Regions from separate parts of the Macaca mulatta genome. Here region 2 is linked to region 1. A link is a contact called in public Hi-C data. All regions are on one chromosome and are shown on one strand. Each heading gives the region's core, a stretch centred on a gene start, on an enhancer-like site or on the middle of the called end of the contact. The rest is flanking DNA. Distances are from core to core; before and after follow the strand shown.

What was found. Hi-C and Micro-C count contacts between places; a contact is called where the count stands out from the background.
Region 2: a Hi-C map of liver shows a contact between it and region 1, with 4 times the contacts expected there. The contact joins the promoter of UQCRC2 here to the promoter of DNAH3 in region 1. A contact is called at or near these places in 4 of 14 Hi-C or Micro-C datasets (cortical neurons, fetal cortex germinal zone, fetal cortical plate and 1 more).

The regions. Positions count from the first base shown.
Region 1 is chr20:21,065,729-21,070,587 of T2T-MMU8v2.0, forward strand. DNAH3 (dynein axonemal heavy chain 3) reads right to left here and starts at 2,330. Exons shown (of 65, transcript XM_077986427.1): 1 at 2,079-2,330. LDAF1 (lipid droplet assembly factor 1) reads left to right here and starts at 2,635. Exons shown (of 7, transcript XM_077986461.1): 1 at 2,635-2,688.
Region 2 is chr20:21,409,925-21,415,015 of T2T-MMU8v2.0, forward strand. It overlaps UQCRC2 (ubiquinol-cytochrome c reductase core protein 2), which reads left to right and starts at 1,988. Exons shown (of 14, transcript NM_001261133.1): 1 at 1,988-2,155. The coding sequence starts at 2,123.

The DNA.
Region 1 (4,859 bases), core at 1,080-3,579:
CTCACTGTATCCTCACATAGTGGAAAGTGGGGAAGAGAGCTCTCTGGGGTTTATTTTATATTTTATGTTATGTTATTTATTTAATTTTATTTTAATGAGCCAGGGTCTCACTTTGTTGCCCAGGCTGGAGTGCAGTGGTGCAATCTCAGCTCACTGCAGCCTCCACTGCCTGGGCTCAGGAAATCCTCCTGCCTCAGCCTCCCACGTAGCTGGGACTACAGGCGTGTGCCACCATGCCTGGCTAACTTTTGTATTTTTAGTACAGAAGGGGTTTTGCCATGTTGCCCAGGCTGGCTCGAACTCCTGGACTCAAGCAATCCATCCACCTCGGCCTCCCGAAGTGTTGGGATTATAAGTGTGAGCCACTGGGATCTCTTTTATAAGCGCCTAATCCCATTTAGGAGGGCTTCACCTTCATGACCTAATCACCTCCCAAAGGCCCCATGCCTAATCCCATCACACTATGGGTTAGGATTTCAACATCTGGATTTTAAAGGAACAAACATTCAGTCCATTGCAGCAAGTAATCGGGACAGCATAGGAGAGGCTGCACATGGATTTTTTTTCCCCAACCACTGTGTGTTCCTTGAGCGCTAAGTCCTGATGCTATGGAGAGATGCTGGGATCCCAGCCCTGGAGGAACGCATGATGTGGTGGAGGAAGCTGCTATCACACAAAGACAAGCAAAACTGCTGGCCCAGCCAAAACTGCCAGAGGTGGGAGGAATTCGAAGATTCACAGAGACGCCCCTAGATGGCACCCTTAAACAAAAATCCCAATGGAAACCCCAACTCAGCTTTCCAAAGCAACGTCCATTCAGGGAATGATGATTGCAGGGCTTTTTAATCTAAGGAAACACACACACACCCCACAAAAAACTGTATTTTCCTGGGTGTGGAACCCAGCATTTTGCAGCTGAACAAAGTGCATGACGCCAGACAAGATTGGCCAAAACTTAAGAATTTAGGGACTCTTGTCTGTCCTATCCCCACTATTAGCTCTTCTTTTCTGCTATTGTGGAAGAATTACAGCAGGATTCTGTGGTTTATCATCATCATCATCATCATCAATCATCACCCCAAGCTATTTCTCTATCCATTAGCCTGATTATTTCCAGAAACATTAGGTGGTAGAGGTAATAATACCAGCAAATATTTTTGAGCCCCTACTCTGTGCCTCAATAGGTGCTAAGTCCTCGACAGCCACTATTGCACCAGTCCTCCTACAACCCTGTGACTGCTTCTTTTTTTTTTTTTTTTTTTTTTTTGAGACAGGGTCTCACTCTGTTGCCCAGGCTGGAGTGCAGTGTCACTGCAAGTTCTACTTCCTGGGTTCAAGTGATTCTTCTGCCTCAGCCTCCCAAGTAGGTGGGATTACAGGTGCGCACCACCATGCCCGGGTAGTTTTTGTATTTTTAGTAGAGATGGGGTTTCACCATGTTGGCCAGGCTGGTCTGGAACTCCTGGCCTCAAGTGATCCACCCACCTCAGCCTCCCAAAGTGCTGGGATTACAGGCGTAAGCCATCATGCCCTGAAGCTTTTTGTTATCTAAAGACATATTCTCCAGGTTGCTATGGCCACAGGTCGGATAACACAAGTCCCCGTCTAGAAAGTGGCTGAGAACTGTGCAACAGCAGACCAAGGGTTGGGCTTATCCCTCTCCCTAAATTATGGTTGAAGCCATGACACAGTAAGTTGCCATCATGCTCTACGGCAGTGGTTCTCAACTTGGGATGATGGGACCTCCCAGGGGACATTTGGCAATATTTTGAGATACAACTGGAGGTTGGGGGGGCAGTGGTCTTGTAATGCCCCAGGGGACATTTGGCAATATTTTGAGACACAACTGGAGGTTGGGGGGCGCGGGGGCCTTGTAACTGGCATCTAATGGGTAGAGGCCAGGATGTTGCTAAACATTCTACAATCCACAGCTCAGAAACACAGAATTATCCCACCCCAAATGTCAATAGCATAATATTCAGAAATCTTACTCTATGGGGCAGATTTGGGGTCAGGGGAAACACGGGTTCCTGCTCCCACTTGGATCCTTGCAAACTGAGGAATTGGGGTTGATTTACCTTGCCTCTCTCAGCCTGGACTTTCTCATGTGTAAAATGGAGATCTAATCCATCTGAAAGGATCTCACTGGCTTATGACATTTGCATTTGAGGAGTCATGGTTAAAAACTTCCAGTCAGGGTGATACTTCATCTCGTGTGTCTTGAGCTCCAGAGACGTTCCAGAGCAGCTGGTTTTAGGGATACGGAAGGGGAAACCCTGAGACCCCTGGAAAACTCGTTCTCAGCTGCCAGTCGGCCTGTCTTGAAGGTGGTCTGAACTTTCTCACTCCAAGCCAGTCGTGTGGGAAGGGACACTCTCTGAGCCTCAGTTTCCTCATCTGTCAACCTCTCCGGGCGTGTCTCCAGTGGCTCCGAAAGCCAGTGGGAGCGAGCGCGCCGGCACAGGCTTGGGCGCGAGACCTTGGCGCGCTTTTGCCGGATCCTTCCGGCCACGGGCGGGGCGAGCCCAGCGGAGCAGAGCCGAGGGGCGGTGCCCGGGCCAAGGGGCGGAGGCAGGCGGCTCTGGCTTCACTCCCGGGACGCTCTTTCCTTCCTCCTCTTGCTCCTCCTCCTGCCTCTCTTCGCTCCGCCTGCAAACGCGGTGGGGGCTGCTCGGCCGCCAAGAGCAGGTGAGAGCTCGGAGCTTGGGGGTGGTGGTCCGGGTGCCCCGGGTGGCTAGACCCCTCTCGCCGGGCGGGGACAGTGGAGGAGCTCGGAGGCGACGGCGTGAGCGCGCAATCGGGGTCCCACGCCCCGTAGCTTTCTGCTCCGGGGTTAGTATAAGGGGCGTCTCCTGCCTGTGAGTCACCGGGACGGGGCTGGGAGCGCACGAGGAGACACGATTCCTCCCCACCCCTCAAAGCACACTCACCCCGCCACCCCCCAACACACACACACTACTAGATTAGGTAAAATGGTAGCTAGCACCACCACACACCGAGACTGTGCCCCTTTCTGGGGAACCTGGGGAAGACGTCGAGGCAAACCGCCCAAGGATTATTGAAAACGGGCGCCCTCCTCGCCATCCAGCCCCTCTTCTCCACCGAGGTCCCCTTCCCCGTCACTGCAGAGAGATCTGCAAGTATCAAAGGGGGCTTCTCTTTGTAATAACAAAGTACTCGACGCCCCTCTGAGTTCCCATTATTCAGCCTCTGTGCCTTCTGGGACGCGGAACCCCTCTCCACCTGCACTTCACTCCTTTCCTCCTCTCCTTGGGTCTCCCTGACTTTTGAAGGCTGAAAGGCTGGGCCCAGATGGGGAGGGGCGGCCAGCGTAAGCTCGTGGCGCCCTGCAGCTCCCATCCCCCAACCAGAGATGTGACCCCTCCTCCCAGCTGGAACTTTCGAGGTAGCCGTTTGCTCCTGGAGATTCGGGGGTGGGAGAGCCAGGAGATTTATTTGGAGCCTTGGAAGGGGAGAGGGTTGGCTGGTGTTGGCCTGGCCCAGTCCCCCAGGCGTGAAGAAGGCGGGGCACTCCTTGGTCCACGCTTTCCCTTCTCGGGAGACACCTGTGTGGCTGGGGAGGCCCCTCCGAGGAGTGAGTGACCAGGGGGTCTGGGAATTGGTGGCCAGGTAGACGCATTTGAAGGCTGTGGCCGATGGCATTCTCCCCACGCACTCTCCCATCGGACTCCCCAAACCGGTCTGGGTGGCACTCGAGGCTCCCAGGCCAAAGGAGACCTGTAGGGAGAACTGGGCTTGTTTCAGCTTGCTGCAGAGATGAGATTACGGGAACTGAGTGCTGGGAACATCCCGAGTTCAAGATCTATGCCAGAGGCAGCTTCAGAGAGAGAATGTGGGGTGGTGGGATTAGTCCCCTCCTCAACTTCCACCTCCAAAGGGTTTCTTGTTTTACACAAGGAAAGTAGCAGAGAATGTCTAGCTGGGATGATTAAAATGCACTTTAATTTGCATAGGAGACCCTATACAGCTTAGTAGTAGATAAAATTACCCCCTGTAACTAATGCAATTAGCATGTGGGATGTTCAATATGATAAATAACTGTGATGATCTCTCAGTTAATTTTGGCCACGCGGGCAGAATCTTTTAAGCATTTGTACTGTAGGTCAGGAGGTCAGTTTAAAAGGAAAAATGGAAAACATATCTGTGTGTCCAGCCAGTTCTGGGAAATATAAAATAAGAATGATTGTTTTTTATATTTGAAAACTCAGCAAGGGTTAAAAAATATATCTAATTTAACCAATTATCTTTATTAAAAATAAGTAAAAATTGTGTGAGATTGGGACACCCCTCAAAATTCCAAGCAGTTTAGTTAGAGTATAATTATTGTGGTGAGGTCTGCCCCCGAGGCGCAGCTCTCCTTAGTGGGGATAGACTTACCCGAAAGTAAATAGATGATGATGTATGGAATGATGGAATTGGGAGCCAACCTGCACAGTAATAAAGAAGAGAAATAGGCCAAGGCTGCTGTTGTACAAGGAAAGCTTTTGAGGGAAAATAAAAGGAAATGAGATTTGAAATAGTGTATTCAGCTTTCTTGCTTTCTGTGTATTTTCAGCATTTTGTCAAGCTAAAAAATAAACATAAGCTGTCAGAAATAATACTGTTAACATTTTATCTTTTTTTTAATTATAAATATCTTTTCACATCACGAAACAGTCACGCTATCATTTTAATGACTGAATTTATAATTCTTTAACCCATTTTCTCCTAATGGAACTACAGTTAGCTCCTTTCCAATGTTTTGCTGGTCATTATATGTTATAAACGGGGAGGAAATGCACGGCCTTTTAGTACATTTTGAGATACCTGTTGGATTATTTCCATCATGTTCCTGGACG
Region 2 (5,091 bases), core at 738-3,237, 340 kb after region 1:
TGGGATTTTATGATTTATGTAGCTGGTGTCATGAATTATGTTTCAAATCCTGCCACATTTTGAACAATTTATTTTTGCCCCTTTCCAATATTGGGTCATAACCTAAGAATGAAAGGACATTATAAGCAGGGGTGTGTGTGTGTGTGTGTGCACTTGATCGTGGAGACTCGTGTGTTCCTCCTACCTTACCTGAACTGTTGAATGAAGTTACAATGACTGGACTCAGGGTCGCAGCTAACTTGGGAAATGGGATTTTGAAGTACTGGAAACAGCTTTGTATGCCATGTTAATGAACTTGAACTTTATCCTGAAAAACGTGGCTGTCGCAGGTGGCTTGATCACAGCACTGCTTCCCAAATTTCACTCAATGGTACCTGTATAATACATTCTTGATTTTTGCTGTATATCCGTATCATCAAGTTACTTAACGTTTTTACACCAACTTTTATTATTTTATTAATGTACTTAAAGAGGAAATTCACTAGTAGCATTGCTTGTCTTAATCAAAATAAATATATTATTAAAATGGAACAGTGCTAAATAAGATGTACACATGGACATAGAGTGTGGAATGACAGACACTGGAGACTCCGAAAGGTGGAGGGGTGGGAGAGAGGTGACGATGAGAAAGTACTTAATGGGCACCATGTACATTATTTGGGTGATGGGTAAACTAAAAGCCCAGACTTCACCATTACTGCAATATATCCACATAACATAACTGTACTTGCGCCCCTTAAATTTATACAAATTTTTAAAAGGAAAAAAATGGAAGTGTTCATCTATGTACCAACTTAAAATCATCTCATGCACCACTAGTGTTAAGTCTACCACACGTGGGGAAACTGTATGGTATGAATTGGGTTGAGGGTGTCCCCAACAGGCACAGAAATTGGGTTGGTGCCAGGTTTTTAATGCCCGGACCTTAAATCGTTAGACAGCCCGAGTCCGTTGTAGGCCTGGAGCAATTCAGACACAAGGCAAAAAGGACATAAATTTGCCTATGCCTTGTAACGTCTACACCACCAGCCTTTCTGAAACTATTGTGCATACGAAATCATCTCAGGATCTTGTAAAAACACCGATTCGGATCCAGTATGGGACCTGGAGTTTATACATTTCTAATCAACTCCCAAATGATATTGATGCTGATACTGTCGGTTTCCCAACGAAGCAACGTAGCAAGGTACGAAACTCTTAAGTCCCTAAAGGGCAGGGACCACGTCTCCCGCGTTAGCACAGTGCCTGGCCCAAGGCACTTTATGGGTTAACACTCGCTGAGGACCGGAGTGAACGCGCCCCCATATCGTCACGTGACTGCCTTTCTCCAACAGCCGGTTTCGGCTCACATAACACACCTACTGTCCAAAACATTTCTATTTTTCTCACACAAAAACTACAGTTAAGTTTTTATATTCTATGTAGCCCCAGCCTAGGACGTAAGATCCACGAGACCAGAGACCTTGTGATGATTCCCCCAGGTTGCTGACCCTCCCGGTGTGTCCCGGGCCTGCTCTGGGGGACACAGCGGCGAATATGCTGAACAAGGCCCCTGTTTCACGGAGCTAAAGATCCAGTAAGGACTTCACCCAGCAAGAGGCAACTACGCTGGGCTTCGATGCCCAGTACCTCTGCAGAAAGGCGGAATGGCAGGAGTCTCCTAAAGTCCCCAATGTCCAAGGACGCGGAAACCCAGGGCCCCCAGTGCAGGTGTCAGTCCGAGGGGCGCCTGCGCAGTCCCAAGAGAGGCGCGTCCCATTGGACAATCCCGAGCGGAAGAGCCCAAGGTAGCGGGGGGAGTTGTGACGGGCCGCTGCAGACGTACTTAGAAAAGGGGTGCATACTGGGTATTCAGGCCAGGAGAAGAACGCAATAAGCAGTGACGTACATTATCTTCTGCATATTTACTTGGGAAATTGTGTGTCTCCCTATTCTGAGTCTTGGAGGAATTGGACTGGTCCAACCTTCTGCAGGGAGCAGTAGAGCGCGGCAGTATAGAGAGTACCCCTCACGAAGGGGACGTGGGAAAGAGGTGGCGGGGAACGCTGGGAAACTCGCGGCCTGCGCCACCATCTTGCTTTCCTTAATCTGGTAGGACCGTGTGTCAGAACAATCTTGAATCATGAAGCTACTAACCAGAGCCGGGTCCTTCTCGGTGAGCTCAAGTGGTGGGTTTGGGGAAGGGCTGGGGAGCAGTGTGTCGGCAAGGTGATACGAGGCGGAGGTGTCTGGTCTGGGGTCTGGGCCTTGGGATTCGGTCTGCCCTTCAGCTGAACCCTGCGGGCCAAGTGGGCTGCAGACTGGGTCAGGCTTTGGAGGCCCAGCTCATTCTGTGAGCAGAAGAGACCTAACACCGGGAAACCTGAAGAGAGGGGCAGGACGTGAGAGCGGAGTTGAAGCGACTCCCTGGAGAGACTTATGAAGGTCATTCCGGCACTCAAGTGCTGGAGAACGAGACCGCGAAACCCAGAGGGAGGGGGAGGACGGCACAGCCTTAGCCCCCAACCTTCACTTTATCCGCTGCAGCCTCTGCTCCTTGGTTTATCACGGAGCATCAGTTTCCCCAGCGAATAAAAGCAAAAGAAAGGAGCTCGTGCAGATATAACACTTATCACAGTGCCTGGAACTTCATTCATTGTTAGTTACTACGGTGTCTTAGTAGTCTAACGTTGCTTTTCTTGATCGTATGTTAGACGGTTCCTCCAAGACGTCTCTGTTCTCAGAAGCTCCTTAAGTTTCCCCTTCAAACCTAAATTAAACATAGCTGTCACTTGGGGAAAACTCACACATTAGGGTTATATCACGATGGGGCAGTGGTTATTAAGCGGGGTAAGGGGGAACACTTTTTAAAAAAATATATAGCGAGGGACAGTATGCCCCCAGGGAACCGGTGGCGATGTCTGGAGACGTATTTAGTTGCAACAACTTGTCAAGAGGGTGGTATTGGCATCGAGAGGCCAGGGACGCTGCTGAACTTACCCCTACAACAAAGAATTATCTAGCCCCAAGTGCCAGTAGTAGTACCTGTGTTGAGAAACCCTCCTAAGATGGAGATGCAAAAGACCAGACCTGGGCATGGAATGTTCTTATGCTTTATGTTTACGTGAATGTGCTGTGGACTGTATCAATTTAAGCTGTAACTGCATTAACCTTCCTGGTATACCTAGACACACCAGTGATTACCCTTTGAGGGAAGCATGGTTAGATTGGTAAAAGACCCCAAAATGTCCTTCTCCATTCTATTTTACAATAGAAAAAGCTCAGAGAAAACAGTTGGAGAGGCCCGAAGTAAACAAATTGCAGTAAACTTGAAAGCAGTTATTTATGTTTCTAATTTTAGCATTTTATATAGGAGAATAAGCTTGATATATCTTGTTATTAGAACAAAATAAATTAGTAATTGCATGACAGTTACTAGGATAATTTGCTGATTTGAATGGGACGATTAAGAAGCACGTTTACCGGTCTGGCGCGATGGCTCACACCTGTAATCTTAGCCCTTTGGGAGGCGGAGGCAGGCGAATCAGTTGAGATCAGGAGTTCGATACCAGTCTGGCCAACTTGTTGAAACCCCATCTATACTAAAAATACAAAAAAAAAAAAAAAATTAGCCGGGCGTGGTGGGGGGAGCATCTAATCCCAGCTACTCGGGAGGCTGAGGCAGGAGAATCTCTTGAACCCGGGAGGCAGAGGTTGCGGTGAGCAGAAATCGTGCCACTTGCGCTCTAGGCGACAGAGCGAGACTCCATCTCAAAAAAAAAAAAAAAAAAAAAAAAAAAAAAATATATATATATATATATATATATATATATCCCCAACAAAGTGTCACTATTTGGGCACATTTGGTTGGAAAACACCTAAAGTCTCACTTGGTTGCGGAACTATAGATTATTCATGTTTGAATTGCTATGCCCGTATACCTTAAAGTTTACTTTTTGGAAAATCATAGGTGAAAATTACAAAGAAGGTTAACTATACCATACCCAGCGAACTAAATTGATGATGATAAAGCAAAGCTAATTGTAATTCATAACTGAAAAGCAGTACTAAAAGCAAATGATAACCAGCAGCCAACCTAGTACAGCACTAGTGCTGGATGTACAACAAAGAGCCTTCTGGACAGCACAGAGTGGAGTCCTTGCAGCCTGTGCGGGGATGTCTGGGAAACTCCAGCGACGTGTTCATTGGGTCTTGGGAGCACCAGGTTTTATTCACTCATCATCTCCTCGGATAACCTCATGAACTTTAGTCATAATCAGAATGATTTTTATGGCATCGTATAACATTTGCCCAAACAAACTGAATAAAATGAGTGCATTTTGGGTCCATTATCTAATATTTAATGGGACCCTTTTACCCTACCAGTAACTGCATTTTATATATTGAGAATCCGCCGTGGATGAAGCCATTGTTAATCTAAGGATGACGTACATGTCATAAATGTTTTATTTAGTCAAAAAAGGTAAGACGTTTGGTTGTGTGGTCTTAATGCAGTACATGAGAGTGAAGATACAATGAAAAATATTGAGGACTTGGAGGAAGTTGCTATATACTTTGTCTTTTGTTTTCTTTTCTTTTGTTTTCTTTTCTTTCGAGTTTTGCTCTTGTTGCCCAGGCTGGACTGCAATGGTGCAATCTTGGCTCACTGCAACCTCCGCCTCCCGGGTTTAAGTGATTCTTCTGCCTCAGCCTCCCCAGTAGTTGGGATTACAGGTGTGCGTCACCATGCCCTGCTAATTTTGTGTTTTTAGTAGAGACCGGGTTGCTCCATGTTGGTCAGACTAGTCTCGAACCCCCGACCTCAGGTGACCCGCCCACCTCGGCCTCCCAAAGTGCTGGGATTACAGGTGTGAGCCACCGCGCCCAGCTGCTTTGTCTTTTTAAAGGTTACTAAGACTATTAAGGAGATGAAACCATTTCAATTGGAAAATAGACTGAACGGGTGAGATTCATTGGGCAGATAAAAGAAGCAAGAAGCTGAAACCTATAAAAGGTTGTGGAGGCAGGCTGGGTGTGGTGACTCCCACCTGGAATCCTAGCACTTTGGAAGGCCGAGGTGGGTGGATTGCCTGAGCTACATGGTGAAATGCC